Linked DNA regions of Danio rerio: region 2 is linked to region 1. Evidence: chromatin contacts called from public HiChIP or PLAC-seq data. All regions are on one chromosome and are shown on one strand. The core of a region is the stretch at or near the end of the contact, and the rest is flanking DNA. Distances in the headings are between cores, read along the strand shown. Region 1 holds the start of sdhdb (succinate dehydrogenase complex, subunit D, integral membrane protein b). Region 2 holds the start of sik2b (salt-inducible kinase 2b).

Evidence for each region. HiChIP or PLAC-seq counts read pairs in DNA pulled down with a chosen protein or histone mark.
Region 2: an H3K4me3 HiChIP or PLAC-seq map of embryo shows a contact between it and region 1, with 4 times the contacts expected there. The contact joins the promoter of sik2b here to the promoter of sdhdb in region 1. A contact is called at or near these places in 2 of 4 datasets of contacts at active chromatin or transcription factors (caudal fin and embryo).

What each region holds. Positions count from the first base shown.
Region 1 is chr15:24,154,317-24,159,488 of GRCz12tu, reverse strand. sdhdb (succinate dehydrogenase complex, subunit D, integral membrane protein b) reads left to right here and starts at 2,038. Exons shown (of 4, transcript NM_001004004.2): 1 at 2,038-2,110; 2 at 2,652-2,762; 3 at 3,307-3,457. The coding sequence starts at 2,062. il4i1 (interleukin 4 induced 1) reads left to right here. Exons shown (of 9, transcript XM_009291722.5): 9 at 1-240. It also overlaps a transcript of nkapd1 not described here.
Region 2 is chr15:24,299,379-24,304,550 of GRCz12tu, reverse strand. sik2b (salt-inducible kinase 2b) reads left to right here and starts at 2,428. Exons shown (of 15, transcript XM_691233.10): 1 at 2,428-2,834. The coding sequence starts at 2,694. The region is part of intron 1 of LOC137487746 (a long non-coding RNA gene); the gene reads right to left.

The DNA of each region.
Region 1 (5,172 bases), core at 789-3,288:
AACCACTGATTAGAATTCTCCTGCTAACTAGAACATGTAACAGCGCAGCTAAACTATTCAAAACTAAGACTTAATATTTTAGTCGGATTGTTTTTATTTTATATTAGAATATTCTGGTATTGTATTTGTACATATCTTTTTATCATTAACAGTATTAATATTATACATCTATTCAACAATGTAACAATTGCATATTCATGTTCAAAAATGTTTTATACAAATAAAATACTGTATTTGTTAACAAGTACTTTGTCTGTTTATTAAATATAAAAGTTGCTCTTCATTTGCACAGCCACAATCATGATGTGCATTTTCATTCATTCGTTCATTAATTTTGTCAGCTTAGTCCCTTTATTAATTTGAGGTCGCCACAGCGGAATGAACCGCCGACTTATCCAGCAAGTTTTTACGCAGCGGATGCCCTTCCAGCCGCAACCCATCTCTGGGAAACATCCACACACACATTCATACACTACGGACAATTTAGTCTACCCAATTCACCTGTACCGCATGTCTTTGGACTGTTGGGGAAACCGGAGCACCCGGAGCAAACCCACGCGAAGGCAGGGAGAACATGCAAACTCCACACAGAAACGCCAACTGAGCCGAGCTTCGAACCAGCGATCTTCTTGCTGTGAGGCAACAGCACTACCTACTGCGCCACTGCCTCGCCTGATGAACATTTTGATTTTTTAAAAAAAAAGTAATTCTATTTACGCACACATTAAATCTATTCCATCTTGCTCTCATTAATTTAATTGTTTTCAATGTTTGCAATACAAATAATAATTGTTGGACATGCCAGAATCGTACATTTTCACTCATAAAAAATGAGACAGGGCCTGACTTGAGGAGCTTGTCATCCTCAAAAAAAAAAAACATACAAAAACAAGCATGTAATTATACAATTCAATGCTAGAATGCATCCTTGATCACTGTCAGCTTTTCCTCCATGGTCATAACCTTAAAGGTGTACTGCACACATTTTATGTTAAATTTAATGCAAATGTGACAGGACTGACAGCAACATGGGGACACTTGTAAAATTATTTGTATTATATATTTATAGAATTTATTTATAATTTCATGTTTTTAATCAGTTGATGTAAATGATAACAACTTAAACTTGATATTTCTGAAGTATTTATTTCTAAATAATTGTTTTTAGCATAACAAAGCTATTAAAGCTGGTTCAATTAAGCTGAGAACAAATACAATCACAGGGTCTCTACATTTATGAAGTGGTTTTAATAAAGAAAAATAAAATCTGGGAACCAAATGAATGACTTATTCCTTTACAGAACAACTCACAGAAATCAACCTTCAGTCCATTTTAGACATACTTTATATTCACTGCATTTATGTTTTTATTTCAGGTATATATACACTTTAGGTATATATATATATATATATATATATATATATATATATATATATATATATATATATATATATATATATATATATATATATATATATAATTTAATAACACGTAAAAGAAATACTATAAATCTCTATACAAACTAAAAATTTAAAAACATAAATGGAATCATTAATAAAAAATAAAGAAGATCAATACTGATCAAAATGGCTGTTTTACAAAGACTTAGATGCGTAAATATGAATGTGTTAATATTATACGATATATGCATAAATATAAGTTGTAACTTAGCCTATTTGTTTTATCCATAATAAATACAAATTCTTTCCCACAGAATGTTTACATGTACGAATATGAAAACAACAATGTACAATAAGCTTGATAATATTTGCAGAGTAAACATGTGTGCAGTATCTTGAATTAATTTGAATAAACCTGTTTAAGCTAATATATTTTATAGGCAACATCCAAACAATAAGTCCAAAACAAATTGTAATCGCTTATTTTACATGAGAGCTAACGTAAATGTTTTATTGAATAGTATTTTCCGTACAATAAAAATAAAGAAATCTTTGTTTTGTCTGTTGATGAATGAAAAGGTTAAGTTGATCACAGCAGCCAGTGAGTGTTTGTTTGTACATCCGGGTGATTCCAGTGACCTTGGGTTGGTTGTAAGAATCATGGCGGCTCTCGTCCGAATAAGTTCTCTCTGTCATAGAGGTGTCAGCCGTAAGTTTGTGTGTTTTCATGTAGTTCTTGCATTCGGCTCAGCATGTGTCGCAGTTGTTTAAAGCCTCGAGGTCGTAAGTAAAGAAATCGGTATCCAGTAACGCTTCATGTGAATCGCATCACGCGTACTGTGTAGCTAGCTAGCATGCTAACTTAACCCTGTCAAACAGTTTTCATGATTATGTATTTTGGCGTCTTTTAAAATGAACTAGTTAACACACTACTTAAGTATAACATGTTTCTAAAACATTCTTGTTATATGATTTTCACAAAATGACGTCATATTAATGTCACGCATGTCATGCTCTTATATGTGTATTTATCAAGGCTGTAAATAAATGTCATTCATGTAATTTATTCATTTATGTGTGCTGATTTTTAAATGCACTGCCGTCTAAGTATTGAATGGACATAACTGACATCTTTAGTTATGCATTCACGTTAAATTTATAACTTAATATGTACTTGAAATTACATATTTTTATGATTTGATTATTCATGTATTGCTTGTATTTTTTTAAATTCCTCTTACTTTCCACAGCTCTGTTATTTCGCCCTTCGTCTCTCATCAGACCTTTGGCCGTACAGCAGAAGGATCATGATTGTTCGTACTTGATATCAGCAAGGATACATGCTACTCCTTCCAACTATGGTATGTGCTTTACATTTTAAATGTTTGATTATCAACGACATAACTGAGGACCAAGATTCTTGTTTTATTTCCATTTGTTTTATCAGCCTCCTATATAATTGGTGGTGCTGTCGATTTGGACTAGAGACTTGTAATATTTAATTACATTTATATGTGTAACTCTTTTCTTCATGATAGTAAAGTATACGAGGATTCATGTGCATCTGCAGTATAACAGTAGACGGATACGTTTTGAATAGTTCTGAATGTCTGAACAGTCCATTTTTGTACAGAATAAGATATGACCACTTGTGAAGAACAGAATGGTTTGGAATGAAACTGTTGTAAAACAGAGCTATAGACTAAATATAGTAAAGCTCAAAGGGCAATTTCTTTTTCTTTGGCTTACCCAGCACAACCTATTCAGTATAGGCCAGTGTATCAGGATGTGCTTAAGATAGTTTAAATAACTATTTTGTTCCTTTGTTGTGGTTAAGTTATTAAACTGCATAGAGTTTGCTTTGACAAAAATTTTGATGTTATATATTTGTTTGTTTTTATTAAGCGGGTTCTGGGTCTAAAGCTGCAACCATGCACTGGACTGGAGAGCGGATCCTGAGCATAGCTCTTCTGAGCCTGGCACCTGTTGCGTATTTTTGCCCCAGCCCTGCTGTTGACTACTCTTTAGCAGCTGCACTTACTCTACATGGTCACTGGTAAAACATTTTTGTTTTTAAATGTTACTATTGCTTGATGATATTTTATTCTACTCTCTTGCTTTATTTTCTGAAACTTGAAAGGTAAAAAAGATTGTCCATAAATCGTCACCGTAGAATTATAAGGTTTTATCTGACATTTTTGTCAAAATTGAGTTATTGACATATTCTTATTAAATTACAACTTATTTACATTATGGGATGTTTTTTTATAAGTTGTTCACATTTTAAGACTTTCTGTTTAAAAAACAAATGCTTCACACATACTCTTTGCTATGGAATGCAAAAACTTTGAAGCTCAATATCTCAAAATCCTTCAGAACGCAGATAGAACCTTATATTTCTAAGGTGACGAAATGTTATTAAGCAACCAACAAACAGGAATGTGCGCGCATCTAGGATTCTCAAAGGCAGGGGCTTGATCAAAAACAAACACAGTGGCAAAAGATCAAAGAAAACCGGCACACTGCCACTTTAGCTCTCAAAAATGTTTTAATGTAACAAAGTTTTGACCCACATGGTCTTCATCATGAGCTTTTTTACTTTTATCTCCTCTACTACAGCACACATGTCAAAAGTTTTAAGGGAAAAAGTTGCAAGTTTTAAAATTAAATTTGCCATCAAATCCTATTTGATCAGCAGTTTCTTTTGTGCTCGACTAGATGGTTTTGTGTTGTGCTCCACCAAGTCATGTTTTACTGTAACCTCAGCAAGGCAAATGAACAAAACTTTCATTGGATGTCCAGTTTATAATGTAGTGCAGGGGTGGCCAACCCTGTTCCTGGAGAGCCACCATCCTGCAGATTTCATTTCAGTTGCAACCCATATCAAACACTACTGCCTGTAATTATCACGTGGTGTTCAGGTCCTAATAAATTGGTTCAGGTGTGTTTGATATTGGTAGCAACTGAAATCTGCAGGAAGGTGGCTCTCCAGGAACAGGGTTGGCCACCCCTGATGTAGTGCAATAAAAAACAAAAAGAAGAGCTCAAGACATTAAATGATGCTTTTATGACTGGTTCTTTGGCTGCATGCTTTTAGTCATGAGGTGTTAAATGTCACCAATAATCATTTGCAATAACTGTCACAGTCTGCACGGGCCATAATAATGTTTTTTTTGTGGTATAAGTCTAAACAATGAAAGTAGCTTTTGTTTATGCTCTGGTAGCTGCAAAAATTCACAGTCTGTGTGGGTTTGTTTGTGTTAGAATCAGGACTGGTTTCTATTTCAAACCAAATTACAACTTCAGACAGCAAAGCACATATCATGTCCGTATATATATATTTTTTTTAGAAATGGACATATGTTATCCACAACATCTCCCATGATGTATAAGAACTAGGTCAATTGCTTAAGAGTATCTGGTCTTTTGTGACCAAATGATTGAAAAGGTATTTTCGACTTTCTTAAAATCTTTACATCTGTGTTTGCTGTTGTCCACTTCTAAACAAATTAACATAAATGCATCTTAATACCAGGCAGGCGTAAACAACAGGTCAGTAGTCTAGTTTGTTTTGCTTTCTAGAAAATATGGCAGGTCAAGTTTTAATTTAACATGATGCTTATTATAAATGCATTTTGGGTACTGATAGCTCAGATTTTAAGTATAGCTGAGCATCATTCAATAAAATAGTTTCTCATGCAAAATGGCACTGTCTTTAAAGTTAATTCCTAGGTGGCTGTAAAACTCTTTATGTAAGGATTTATCCTCGCC
Region 2 (5,172 bases), core at 1,179-3,678, 140 kb before region 1:
CACATTAAACTAAATAACTGAGCAATAAAAGCACATTTATAAAAATTATTAAACACCTAACAATACAGTACCGAGCATGAACGAATTGTAATAATGTAACTTATTAGTAACTAATCAGTAAAACTGCTATTTAAATAAATTAAGTAATTATTAAATTAATTTAAATATATTTAGTAATTACTAGAATGTGGTCACACATTTATAAGTTAATCCATTTACTAACATGAACTAATACCAGACAATACCTGTACAGCATTTATTAATCATAGTTCATCAATTACTAATGCGCTATTAAAATCCAATGTTGTTTTTGTTAATATTAGTTAATGCACTGTGAGTTAAACTGACAATGAACAACTGTATTACCATTAGCTAACATTTGCTGATACTGTAATAACTGCATTATTCATTGTAGACATGGGCCAGTATAAGATTCTGACGGTATGATAACCTTGTAAAAAAAAATATCATGGTGTCAAAGTATTGTGATTACTGCTTTTTTACCCTTTGAGCATAAAATATTTTTGAGAAACATTTAAAATATTTTGGACCAGTAAACATGTCAGGCTAAATAATTCAAATCATTGACTTTTGCTGTCTTCATTTGTTTCAAAAACATTTCTTTTTAATTTAAAATGACATATTTGGATATCTTTTTCTGCTAGAGGTGCTGTTGTCCTTAAAAACTAAGAAAAATGTATATATTAAATCTTACACATACACTCTCAGAAATAAAGGTACAGGTGGTGTCACTGGGGCAGTACCTTTTCAAAAGGTACATATTTGTGCCTGAATGGTTCATAATAAGTACTTTTTATTGATACATTTGGGGACGAATATGCACCTTTAAGGAACCACTGTGGAGTCTTTGGGTACAAATATGCATCTTTGAAAAGGTACCACCCCAGTGACACCTCCTGTACCTTAATTTCTGAGAATTTAGCGCAGGAATGGTATACCAGAAAACTTTGGTGGTTTTAAAACCTTGACTTTTCCAAACAGCAGCATATATTCCACAGTTGAAAACTGTTAACATCCCATATTTCATAGTTTGTTCATGTTAGTAAATACATTAATTCACATTAACTAAAGCACCGCAACCTATACAGTAATGTAATCATGTGGGAAAGTGAGGTGATATACACTACCGGTAAAATGTTTTGGGGTCAGTAGGATTTTTAAATGTTTTAAAATAAACTTCTCCTGCTCACCAAGGCTGCATTTATCTCATCAAAAATGCCGTACAAATTAAAATTATAAAATGTTATTGCACTATAAAAGAACAGTTCAAGTGATATTAATGATGCATTTTCAGCTTCATTATGCAGTCTTCAGTCACAAGATCCTTTAGAATTCACTCTAATATTAATTATTAATATTATTATTAATGTAATAGTGATAAAAGTGATAATGGAGTAATAATTTATTTTGAAACTACATACAATAAGTGGCGATGCAGTGGCGCAGTAGGTGATAGTAGGCGCAGTAGGCGCCCCACAGCAAGAAGGTCGCTGGTTGGAACCTCGGCTCAGCTGTCGTTTCTGTGTGGAGTTTGCATGTTCTCACTGCCTTCGCGTGGGTTTCCTCCGGGTGCTCCGGTTTCCCCCACAGTCCAAAGACAGACGGTACAGGTGAATTGGGTATGCTAAATTGTCCGTAGTGTGTGAATGTGTGTGTGAATGTTTCCCAGAGATGGGTTGCGGCTGGAAAGGCATCCGCTGCGTAAAAACATGCAGAATAAGTTGGTGGGTCATTCCGCTGTGGCGACCCCAGATAAATAAAGTGACTAAGCCAACAAGAAAATGAATGAATATATATATATATATATATATATATATATATATATATATATATATATAGTTGAAGTAGAAAATATTAGCCCCTTAAAAAGTAGTTTAAAGGGGCTAATAATTTTGTCCTTAAAATGGTGTTTAGAAATTAAAACACTGCTTTTATTCTAGCCAAAATAAAACAAATAAGACTTTCTCCAGAAGAAAAAAATATTATCAGACATACTGTGAAAATTTCCTTGCTGTGCTAAACATTTAGAAACTGAATGAAACTAAAGGGGGCTAATAATTCTGATTCCATATTCACCTGCAGACTATTGCCTTTAGGCGTCCGTGTCAAAGAATGCAAATTCCCTGGCTCAAGTAAGCTGCACTAGATTTATTAATGCAAAAAAGCAGCCTGTAAACACAGATAGCGTCCCTGCGGCCTGTCATTCCTCGACTTCACACAGTCAGTCTGTCAGTCTTGTCTTTTTTTTCACAGCCCGCGCGCTCAAGCAAACACAGGCAACGAGCTCTGTCCGCTGACGTAAGAGCTGGCTCTGGTCGTCCTGGTAACGAATTGGCACCGGAGTGTGGAAGCGCCTCGAGGCCCCGCCCCCTGTACAAATACCCCCCTCGGCTCTGACGTCAATTCACGTCAGCCGGAGAACATGATGCCTCCTGCGAGTCAACTCGTGGACTCTCGCAAACACGGCTGAAATATTAGAGCTCTATTGTACCGGAGGAGCTGGCGTGACTCCTCAACACGCTTTGCTGGTCCTGCTGAAGACTGGAGCGGACGGGCGCCGGGCACCCTGGCAGGCACGCTGGCATTTTCGACACGTTTTAGCCTCGTTATCTTGAGGCTCCAGCGGCAGGTCTCTATCTCGTCACCCCGAACCCTGGCGTTTCACTAACAGCATGGTCATGGCTGACTGTCACCAAAAGCCAGCAGCGCTCAGGGGTCCCGTCCGGGTGGGCTTTTACGACATCGAGCGGACTCTCGGAAAGGGCAATTTCGCGGTTGTGAAACTGGCTAGGCATCGCATAACTAAGACCGAGGTGAGTGAAGACTGTGTCGGCTGCAGAGACGTGCTGTGCAGCTCCGAAAAACTACTAGACACAAAGTTGGAGAGAGAGAGAGAGAGAGCGAGAGAGAGAGAGAGCAATACTCACTGGCTCGATTGTTATATCATGCTGTTGTTTGAGTCTGGTTGTGTGAGAACTTGTTTTCTGTGGTCATAAACAACAACCTGTTTGTCTCTTAAGCAGTGGCAGGGTACTGGTTTGAATAAGGAGGCACCTGAAGTGTATTAATTTAGAGAAGATTTATAACACTAACGTTTTTTAAATTCGTATTTTTTATGTTGTTAATCATTTTGACAGATCTGATGTAGATATTATAAGCTGATTGGCAGTTTTTTTTTATATCCTATAACCTTAGAGTTGTGTGTTGATTTATCTCATAGCAGATTTTCTTTAAAAGATGTATACTTTTAAGCGTTTTTGTCAACATAAGTAATTTTTATAATTTTATTAAATATCACAGTCACCTGCAATTAATATTTAACAACTTAATTACAGTTGACTCATTTATTTTTAAATTTGTGTTTAACCATTTGCTTGAAATAGGTCACCAATAACAGAGTAATAACAGTATTATTATTATTTTTATTATTATTTTGATCAGGTAGCTGTTTTTCTTTAGAACACTTTAATGTAATCTGTTTTATAAATAATACAAATATTTTAAAGTATCGATTTTTGTTTGATCAAGGAGCCACTTGCATTTTTATTAATTAAATTCCATTAATTTCTGATTTTGCTCAGAAGCATGTCGACTACAGTTCTCTGAAGCTACACAATTATAGCTGAAGCCTGTTTGCAGCATTGCATGCATTGATGAATGCACGTCCAGCAGCCTAACACCTCAGTGGAAATATGCAGGGTGTGCAGGCATTGTCAGCTTTTGAATTGTGTCAAAATAATAGTTGTCAAAGACAGACAAAAGACTCTCGAAATGATGCTTGTTTACTGCCCTTCAAATGTGGGCCATGCTGTTGTGCATTTGTGCAATGGTTGCATAAGCAGCAGGGGTGATTTTGTGATAATGGATGTCGCCTCATCACAAAATATGAGCTGATGTTTGTCTCACATTCCTTGCAAAGAAACACTGCTGAGCTCTGAATGCATGGCACAGCGTGGAATCATAGTCTCCAAAAATATTTTATATATTTCTAATGTGTTTATTTATTCATTTTTAGTTCCCAGCTCGAATATTTCCATTGTGTGAATAAAATCTGTATTGAATGGTGTTTTTCACAATCAAGCTGCGTGACATTGCGTTGTAGTAGGTTGTGTTGCTTTGCAGGTGAAATTTTAGTTCTTGGTGTAAATATTTGTTTTTGGTGCATTGTATTTCTGATTAAAGCTGAACAATATATCGTTTGAGCATCAATAATGCAATGTGTGCATATCCGCTATAGTCACATTGCAGAACTAGATTTTTTTTATTAAACATAAAAAGGTAAATATATAAATATATATATTTTTTTTTATACAACAATGACCGTGTTATTTTACATTCGATTGTTCAATTTTTGTACTTAAATACTGTTACACTCCCAGTATATAATTTTTGCTCTGTCTTTATATATATATATATATATATATATATATATATATATATATATATATATATATATATATATATATATATATATATATATATATATATGTGTGTGTGTGTGTGTGTGTGTGTGTATATATACACTTTGCTCAGCAAATATAAGTAGACCCCTCCAAATCTATCTTTTAGATTCATATTTTTAATAGGATGATTTGGAATATTATATTTGTGCATATACATTAGATTAGTTAGTACTGAAGCCAAATCTGGAGCTTGTCTAACAAAATGTCTTACAATAACGGTCCAAAAACTAGTACAGGCAAATTTATATGTTATAGAAAAATATTAAATATAAATTTAAAAAAAAAAAGAGGAAAAATCAAGAGAAGCAAAAAAAAAAAAAAAAAGTAAACATTTTGTTGAAATTTTGTAGGTTGTACTTTTTTTTTGCAATATTTTGCTTAAATTTAATTGTATTATTGTTCAATTTCTTAATATGTTTGGTGAATAAAATAATATTTTAGTGAATATATCTGTGTAATAAGTCAGTTTTGTTTAAATGCACCAAAATTCATTTTCAATTCTATATTAACAGAGAAATGAATAAAAATATTCATTTTTAAAAAGGGTGTACTTAATTATGCTGAGCATTGCAAATATGTTTGTAATCTATTATATTTTATGCAGATGCACTGCATCAAAAAAGTCTTAATCATCCCAGTTGATCTAAATTAATGACACCTTTCCAAATATAGCTATTCAAGCCATTTG